Regions from separate parts of the Drosophila melanogaster genome. Here region 1 is linked to region 2. Evidence: chromatin contacts called from public Hi-C data. All regions are on one chromosome and are shown on one strand. The core of a region is the stretch at or near the end of the contact, and the rest is flanking DNA. Distances in the headings are between cores, read along the strand shown.

Region 1 (4,514 bases), core at 1,653-4,152, 470 kb before region 2:
GTATTCTTGCCACCTTGGCTGCTGCAGCTTGTTGTTGTTATTAAAAAAGCGATGGCAAATAATTTTAATTTAAATTTAAATTTAAAGACCAGGAAAAAAGAAAAGAAATGTGAAAATGGTGTTACGAGTGGTTTAATATTTGCATTCACTTTGGGTTGCTTACCAAAACCTTTTACAGCACTATACAATTCAATTTACTATTCGAATAATATTAATTGAGCATTTTTCTTCGTCTTTTTCAGGTATGTACTGCTTAACCCATTAGCTGCAGCTGTGCTTAATTAAGGCACAAAATGTTCGGATATCACATTGTGAGTTCAATAACAATGCAGTGAATGAAAAACAAAAACAGACTGACAGTTTGCATTTAAATGTCAATCAGGCACACAAAATACGCACAAAGGGTACGAAAAAACCTGACAGAAACGTGGACATTTCAAGATATATGTACATATGTACATACATACATACATATATTTTTCCAGTGCGGGTGGTGCTGTTTTTGGCGGTGGTGGTTTCATTAAGTCAGCCGCTTAATGCGATTTTGACAAATAAATTCATCAACACTTCCGCTGACAACTTGGCAGATGATATGAGGCAGCCACACAGCAGCAACTACTGCAAATCCAACTGCAACATAAATTGCAACTGCAACAGCAATTGCAATTGCACACGAAAAATTTGCACTGCCAAATACTTGTGTTACAAAAATAAAATTTCTGAAATACTTAAACATAGCTTAGAATTATTTAGAAGATCTTGAGAACCAAAACTAAGTAATTTAGCAGAGTTGAAGTTGAAAAATAAATTTTTAGCGGAAAAATATGAACTTATTTGTTCTCAGTGCAAAATGTTAACAACGGCAGCAACAGCCAAACGCATTTGAAATTCAAATTTGAGCACATTTGAACAAGCATTCGCTTGGACAGTCAAGCAGTTGTAGTTGCGTTTGAGTGGTTTTAGTTGGCTGCTGGCTGGGGTGATGAGAGGCCGAGGGGGCTGAGGGGGGTGGTTCCCCCGGCGGTGGGGGTGGTGCAGTGGATTAGCAGTCAGCGTTGTGGCTGTTAGCCTGCCATGTCGACGCTCATCAGGCTGACAGCTCTGGCAGAGCGATAAATTTGCCAGCATAAGACTGCATAACTGCAATGCTGCAAAACTGCACCACTGAGCCACCAAGCCATTCTGCACCACCGTGCTCAAGTTCTCTGGAAGTTAATTGAGCATGCAAAGAGATCAGATTCCGTGCCTGCAACAGTGACAAAAGATTATTAAGAAAGGTTCTTTACTTTAATATTGGGTTTAAAAAAAAACCCTATATGCATAGAAATCTTAAAGAATAATGAATCTTTAATTACAAAACAGATTTTTTATTCCTAAACTAAGGAAAAATGCACATGTTGCTATGTAAGTTTATAATTATTTTATATAATGTACATTATTTCTCAATTTTAACATAAGTTCTTCCTATGAATACCACCTTTCAGTTCAAATTTATAACTGATTTCGATACCTAATTAAAAAAAAAAAACCTCTTTTTCAATATAATGTTATATTTTACTGCTGATTTTCAGCCGTTTCTTGGGTTTCCTTTGAGTACTTAATGCAGTTTTTGCGCTCCCAACAAATTTATACAGTGTGCGAGGGAGAGAGAGAGAGAGACAGTGAGAGAGTGAGAGCGAGAATGGCAATGAGAGGAGAGCAAGCGAGATAACAGTAGCTGGACGTGCAAAAGTAATGGATATTTTTGAATATCTGAGGGCGCAAATGGCTGTTTTCGAGCATTCCAGTATTTCAATATCCCTGTGGGCGATTCCCAGATATACATATATGCCAGGCGTATATCGCACAGTCACCCATAAAAGTCAACGGACCTAATGAACTTGCAAATTTTTATGACTGCTCGTGGGGCTGTCGGAATTTCGCATTTGAATTCCCAAGCTGGCGAATTTGTAAGAATTCGCTTTGATTTCGGATTCAAAGCTTATCACAGTTCGAATGCAAGACCCACGCTGACATTTTTATAGCGTTTTATTTTTTTTCAGAGCTCTGAATAAAAAAAATTCTTCCGGCTGGCTATGAATGCAACTTTTTTGTCAGCCCAAGTTGCAAAACGTTCTTAATAGAAGTTCGTTGATTGTATTTATAATACACGAAAATCCACCAAAGTTTCTGAATCAATTTACTTGTTTTGTAAACGAACTGAAAAACCAAACCAAATCGTAGTGAATTCAAAATTGATTGCCTCCTCCGGATGCGATGAATTCCCAATGATCGCAGCAATAATAAACGAAGAGCCCTCGAAAATAAACAAAAACTCTTAAGTATTCCGTTCATAAAATGAGGCGATACGGATTAGAGTTCAATCGCGATGTACATAACAATAATGATTACACCAAATCCATTGGAATTATGTATTCGTTCGTATTTCATCCACTGATAGTGGCTATCGGGTAATACAAAAATGTTCATGCCGCATGGCCCAAATGTTTGACCCACTTACAATATAGAAAGCAAGGGGAGGATAGTCACAAGTATCTGGGATGGAATTTACTGTCTCTTTCTATACAACATATGTTGCCCTAGCCTCGTTCCAAATTCGATTTACTCTGGTATTTATTAATAATACTGCATAAATGTAATATAACTATAAATGCAAAAAATATATAAATTATACGTATCGCTCTTGTGGCACATTATCGAGAAAAATATCTGAGTAAAACATACATATCTGCCAGTGGATCTTATTTGTTTGAAGTTAAGTTTTTTGTTTTTTGTTTGAACAGCTGCCAACGTTCACGGCGCATTTACGATAAGAGGTAACAAAATATATCATAGAAACCTATATTTTTTTTTGCTGGGCTAAAAATGTGAATATGTTTTGAAACAACTCAGTTATCATAGAGAAGTCCGTCGCTCCTTTGAGTTAAGTATACCCAATCGAATCATGACTGAGTACAGTTCTCAGAGCCAAACTGAAAGTGATAGCGATGAGGGACCGGAACCGGATGTGGAGCAGGCCAGAACCGGTGGTTCCTCGGATGATCTGACCAGCAACGAGTGGCTGAGCTTGCACGGATTTCCATCCGGCACCGATGATGAATTGCTGGCCATTTTCTCACGCTTCTGTTCGATGAACGCGCATCGCAAAAGGAAGAATGGTCTAGAGCTGAGATTCGCAACCGCGGAGCATCTGCAGCTGGGCGTTCTAATGGCCAAGCGTCTGGTGGTGTGCAACGTGCAGATCCACTGGCATGTGGGTCGTATGGAGGATGATCCATCCCTTAATCCCAAGCCATCAAGGGAGCGAAGTACGGCCGGTGGACTTGGCGTTTTTGGCAAGTTGCGAAGGGCATTCGCCAATTATTTTCACTAGCATTACCATTAATATTGTTCAAAGGAATTGTTGCTGTATAAGAAAAGCTTCTTAGTTATCTCAATGGCTATACAAATTTTGAATTATTCCTTTTGATTCCAAACTAAGGAATTTGTAATATTTGCTTTGGAGTAACAAAAGTTCATTTATAATACAAAACATTCATCATTAATTATATGCAAAGTCTTATAATTAGCTAGTCCCACGATAATTAACTGCGAAATCTTAAAACTTAAAACCTTCAATATTACACAATAGGGGTCCTTGGGGAAATTGGTCCCAGTGGCTTGAATGTAATTGCCTCTCAAGGCCAGAAAATTAAATGTGATTTCCACCCACATATAATCCATTTAATTAAGTGCGACTTAAAATTAACATAACATGCATATGCCGTTCAATATGGTAATTTAAAACCCAGACAACAAGTTGCTGATCACATAAAAGTCTTGCAAACTCAGCCATCCCATCCAAAGCCCACCCCCCCAAAAAAACCCCCCTGCAGGCGCCCACATAAGGCCGAAAATGAAATGGAAATTTTTCAGAGAGCAAAAAAAAAAAAAATAAAAATAATAATAAAAGTCGCCATAAATAATATGCTCATATTGCGGACTCTTCAATTAAAACTCATTAACATAATGGCCTAAAACAGCACTCGACTAACTGTCGCTGAATGTGACAAAAATAAAGCAATAACAGTGGCGGCGACTGCTTTTCGTTCCAAGGGGGGGGAGGGGGGTGGGGGTTCCCAGAAGGGGGGTTGTCTGCCTTCAAAGTAAATTTACTTGTCAGTGTCGACGCGTGTAATTTATGCAAATTTTATGCGCACACCACCAAAAAGCAAAGCACCAAAAAAAAAAAGAAAAAAAAAACAATTTAACTACAGCCAGCGAAAAACTGACAAAGACGGAAACAAAAAAATAAAAATAAAAACAAGAAAATAAAAGCATTAAACGCCAAGCACGCAGAATTGTTTTTGTTTTTATTTGTTTTTTTTTAGGAGGGCGGAGGGGTGTGTCGTTTTCAGTTTAGTTTATGGCGACATAATTAAAATTTATACGACTTACAGCCCGCATCTACAGAGAATCAGCGAAAACAACAACACTTTTTTTGTAGGCAGTTGGAGTACAGTATCGACTTATGT
Region 2 (4,592 bases), core at 646-3,145:
ATTATGTTTATGCTTAGTGATTCAACCGTTTCAGATCCTGGATCCAGATGCCTTCTGCTATCTTCGCCCGATTTGCTATCCTGTATGGGACTTCCGGCTTTTCTTTCTCTGACTTTCCTATGGTTAAGGCAGATTACAGTCTTTTAGGTGTGTGGTTTGTGTGTGGATATCCTTGTTGTTCCGATCGATGCGCTGAAAAGAGCAAATTTGTTAATATTTATAAATAATGAGCAAATTTGTTAATATTTATAAATAATGTAGTAAAAGTTTGAAGACTATAAACCAAATTATTAGCAATCAGAACAAAGAACAATGGAACTGGCGTTAAAGGGCTAATTCTTACAGTTTTACAAGCACCGTCCTTTTGTTATGTTTTTGGGCTAGTGTGTTTTAAGTGCTGATAAAGCGGGAGAAAGGGGAAATGGGCAATTGCTGTGTTGCACGCCATTTCTCCTGTTCCTTCCACTACTTTTATTGCTCACTCTTTTATGCACGTATTAATATGACAATTATGCGAGTGCAACAAACCACAACGTCACAAGCGCACCAAGTGATGAATACTACAGTTCAGGGGGAAAAAAAAATTGCAAGCAGTTGAAGTTAAAAGCAAAACTTGCATAAAATACGATCCCTTTTTAAATGTCATACCCAAAATAAAAGTGAATAGGAAATATTTGCTAATATAAGGTTTTGTGAAAGAGTGCATATGGTATTGATAAAGAATTGAACTAATGCTAATATCTTGACCGCAGCTGTATGTGCAGCCGCCCAGAAGAAAGAGAAAAAATCAATTTAAATTTGCGCCCAGCGGCGAAAAACGGAACAAAACAAAACGGGGGAGAAACGAAGGAATGGGAATTTAGCATACCATATTGTGTTTTTCTACGGGTTTTAATAGATACTATCAATGAGATACTATCAATTGATATGCTATTGAATCCCGATTTGAATGCTGCATATAATCAGCTAAATAAATTGTCTATTTGTTTGCCATTTCCTTTATTCGGTTCGCTGCCCCTATTTCCATTTTCAGTCTTAACACTTGCGCGTTATGTTAGTTCGAGGACATCCATTGATATTAAAAAAAATTCTTCATTAAATTTAATTCAAATATTATATTAATAAATAAGAACACAAAATTAACTCCAAAATTAACTCCATTTGCATAAAAAGACAATTTTACAATATGAATTTGTTTTCTGTTCATTTGTATTTCAAGTGCATAGGAAGAACTATAGAGTTTTTCGTTGTGTCAAAAAATTTACTTATTATTTACTATTTTGCAAACTGGGTCCATCAAGGGTTAATATTGTTGTTCCCTTACGAACACATCTGGCACAAAACAAAATAAGCAAAAAACGGTAAAAGGGGGTTGCGCCAAGAGAGCGTTCAAAAAGAGAGGGTGGCAGAGAGAACTACAGACACGCCAAGGATAATAGCAAAAGAAATCAACTTAAAGACACACAAAAACACATAGCACACACACACACACAAAAACACTCGAATTAAACATAAATAAATGCAATTTTCGCCAGCTCCGTTTTGTTGTGGACAAACCTTTACAATTAAATTAAACAATTCGAATTTAATACAATTGGCGGCTGCGTGTGGAATTCGCTTGACACACCAACAACAAATGAATGCTCACTTTCTTCGTTTCGGCTTTTGTTTGTTGTGGATTTTAATAAAAGCGACTACTTTTTATTTCGATCTATTTCGTATGCAGTTATTTCGATTCTTTTTCTTCTCTTTTATTTTTATTTTCTGCTGCTGCGGCGACGACACAACGCCGACGTCGACGGCGACGCGAAAACGACGTTGCGCTGCGTTTGCTGAGAATTTCCGTTACCGGCGTTCGAGCGACTTTCGTGGCAACTAGCGGTACCGAAATATCGAAGCTAACATCGATGCATCGATGTTTTTATCGATTTTCCGAAACATCGATGTCTATTTTTTTTTTTCATCGCTATTCGAAGACTCAGAAAACGAATTTCTTCAAATTTAAATTTATTCAATTTCAGTTATTAGCATGCAATCTTAAAATTGTATATGCATTTTCAATTTGTAGTGGAGGCCAAAAAATTTCCGATCAATTGATTTCCGACAAACTTATGTTTATCAATACCAGTTTAAGATTATGCATCTGAAAATATATCTTATTTTTTTTAATTTTATTATATTAATATTTGTTTTATATTAAATTACAAAAAAATTAAATTTAATAATAAATAAATGTTCTTTCTTTTTCAACAAGTGTAAATAAAAATATTATAGTCTGCAAATATCGATAGACGGCTAATTGTTGGGTATCGATAGCGAGCGGTGTGTGCGTCCGCGCTGCATGGAGCTGGCATTGGGTTTGAGTCTCAGCTTTGGAACTAAAAAGCATGAACTAAAAACATCGTTTCGAGAATTAATTGAGAATTAAATATTAAAGTCCCGCGTATTTAAAAAAAAAATAAAGCTGTTAGTTAAATATGACATCTTCTCTGCGAACGGTTTGGTTAGAGCAAACAAAAAAGTTTATATGACTACAACGAAAAATTCAATTTAATAAAGAACTAACGGAAAACATAGCATAAGTTTTTCCCGAAAAATATGATGTACTCAGCTGGATATTTAAAAATAGAGCAGGCTTGTTGTATTATTTACATATGCATTTTCCACGTGCTTAAATGTTAAATATATTTTAAATAATATATATAATTAATATATGCATAAGAAAAAACAATTCGAATAAAAATATATTTTGCAAAATATATTACTGCAGCCAGCACAGATATGACACTATTTAGTAAAGTATATACAGTAGTAGTAATAGTAAATTTGTAAATGTAAAACAAAAGCCAGTTTCCAGTTGCTTCACATTTAAGGAATTCGACTTGGCAAACTTTCTGACAGCTAACAACGTTGTGATTTAGATGCGTTTTTCCGCACTTGGCAACCGATGCAAATTGCGAAATGGAGCCCTTTGGCCCGCGGAAAGGAAAACGTGTGTGTGTCTGTCAGTTGTTTTTTTTTTTTTTTTATAAATACGCTCTTGGCAAAAAACAAAAAAACAATAATATTTTTGTTTACATTTGATTTTCTTATCGCCGCCAAGCGATCCATGTGGTGAGAGGAGCTCAATGCTGACGACTAAAAATCGGACAGGTGGACCCGATGACGGACGCACAACTATAATTTGATTAATGTCTGTACTTGTATTTGCAAAATGTTGAAATTAAAACGAGAATAAATTTTTGGTTTTTAAAAATTCCCATACAAAGAACTTGCAACAAACGGCTGAACTTATAACTTTGTAAATACCACATGTAAGAATACTAATACTTGTAAATGAAAAGCAAAGAACTTAGCTTAGCTAAGATTCGCTTAAATGCCTATATTTCGTCAGTTCAAATATTATTTAATTTCAATATTCGCAACATTCAAATTTCAAAGCGGACTATCGATACATATTTTTAAAAACACCCCACAAAATCCATACCAATTGGAAACATATACATATGTATCGATATGAGCAGCAAAACTCCGATGGCGATAGCAACTCGCACAGATGATTTTTGGATACAGCACTTGGGACGCCGTTTACCCCAACAATAAAAATAGACAGATATCAAATATCGCATAAAACACACAGATTGGAAAATGAAAGGAATATAGTGATCAAAGTCACCGTGTTAGGTGACTCTTCAACCATCCAGTTAACTTTGCACATCAAGCAGCCCGAGAATTTGCAATCGAAACGAGAAACTTCAGTTCAGTCAGATCAGCCCATATAACGTACATATGTTATACTATTGAATCCGGCTCCAAAATGGATCGCAAAGAAACTGTTTCGAAGGACCAAGCGGTACGTCGAATTGCCCATAATGACTTTATATTAGTCTCACGTCAATTGCTGATCAATCGAGCCGACACGGATCCGGACAAAGGAAGTGCCAGGATGTTGATTATCTACAGCAGTGGAAAGCAGCACATCGTCACCTTCAAGCTGCCGAATCTTGCGTGTAGGGTGCAGGATCTGTTTTTCCAAATGGACCTTCAGATCGATGAGAGCACCACGATTGATTGCATTGAGAATGCCGGCGGTATTATCCATTTGGTTGTCTCTGTGGGCTTCCCCATCAGTGATAACATTGCCGAGACGGTTGCCCATGCGGAGGAGTTCTATAGGAAGGTGCATCAGTCAAAGGCATCATCGGCTGATGCCGCTCCACCCAATGCGATGGCCGGTGAAGAGCACTCCCCTGCGGTTGTCAAACCATCAGAGACTGCGGTGGCCAACAATGGTTGCCAGCCAGCTGCAAGTGCAACCAAAGGCAAGAAGCACAAGAAAAGTCCTTGCGGGAGTCCGGGAGAAAACAATGATGGCCAAGTGATATTGTCGGCGGATCAAGACGCCAATACTAATACCAAGGCCAAGAAACAGAAGAAGTGCCATATTGCAAAGGATAACAATGGAATTCAAGCTGCTAGTTCTCATGACAACCCTAGTTCATCTGGCAATAAACAGGGAAGTCACAACTCCACGGCTATAACCTCCAATTCTACAATGACGAGTAATGGTCTTCGGGGCGTGCAACCAGCTG

What was found. A called contact is a pair of places that touch in the nucleus more often than the background predicts.
Region 1: a contact with region 2 is called in a Hi-C map of the Kc167 cell line, with 1.6 times the contacts expected there. The contact joins the promoter of CG32639 here to the promoter of Agpat1 in region 2. A contact is called at or near these places in 2 of 107 Hi-C or Micro-C datasets (the Kc167 cell line and the S2 cell line).

Annotation. Positions count from the first base shown.
Region 1 is chrX:13,234,954-13,239,467 of dm6, reverse strand. CG32639 reads left to right here and starts at 2,902. Exons shown (of 1, transcript NM_167355.2): 1 at 2,902-3,543. The coding sequence starts at 2,945. The coding sequence ends at 3,373. mew (multiple edematous wings) reads left to right here. Exons shown (of 9, transcript NM_167354.2): 2 at 243-311.
Region 2 is chrX:12,762,569-12,767,160 of dm6, reverse strand. It overlaps Agpat1 (1-Acylglycerol-3-phosphate O-acyltransferase 1), which reads right to left and starts at 1,895. Exons shown (of 4, transcript NM_167337.2): 1 at 1,558-1,895; 2 at 1-192. pira (pirate) reads left to right here and starts at 3,550. Exons shown (of 1, transcript NM_001298238.1): 1 at 3,550-4,592. The coding sequence starts at 3,818.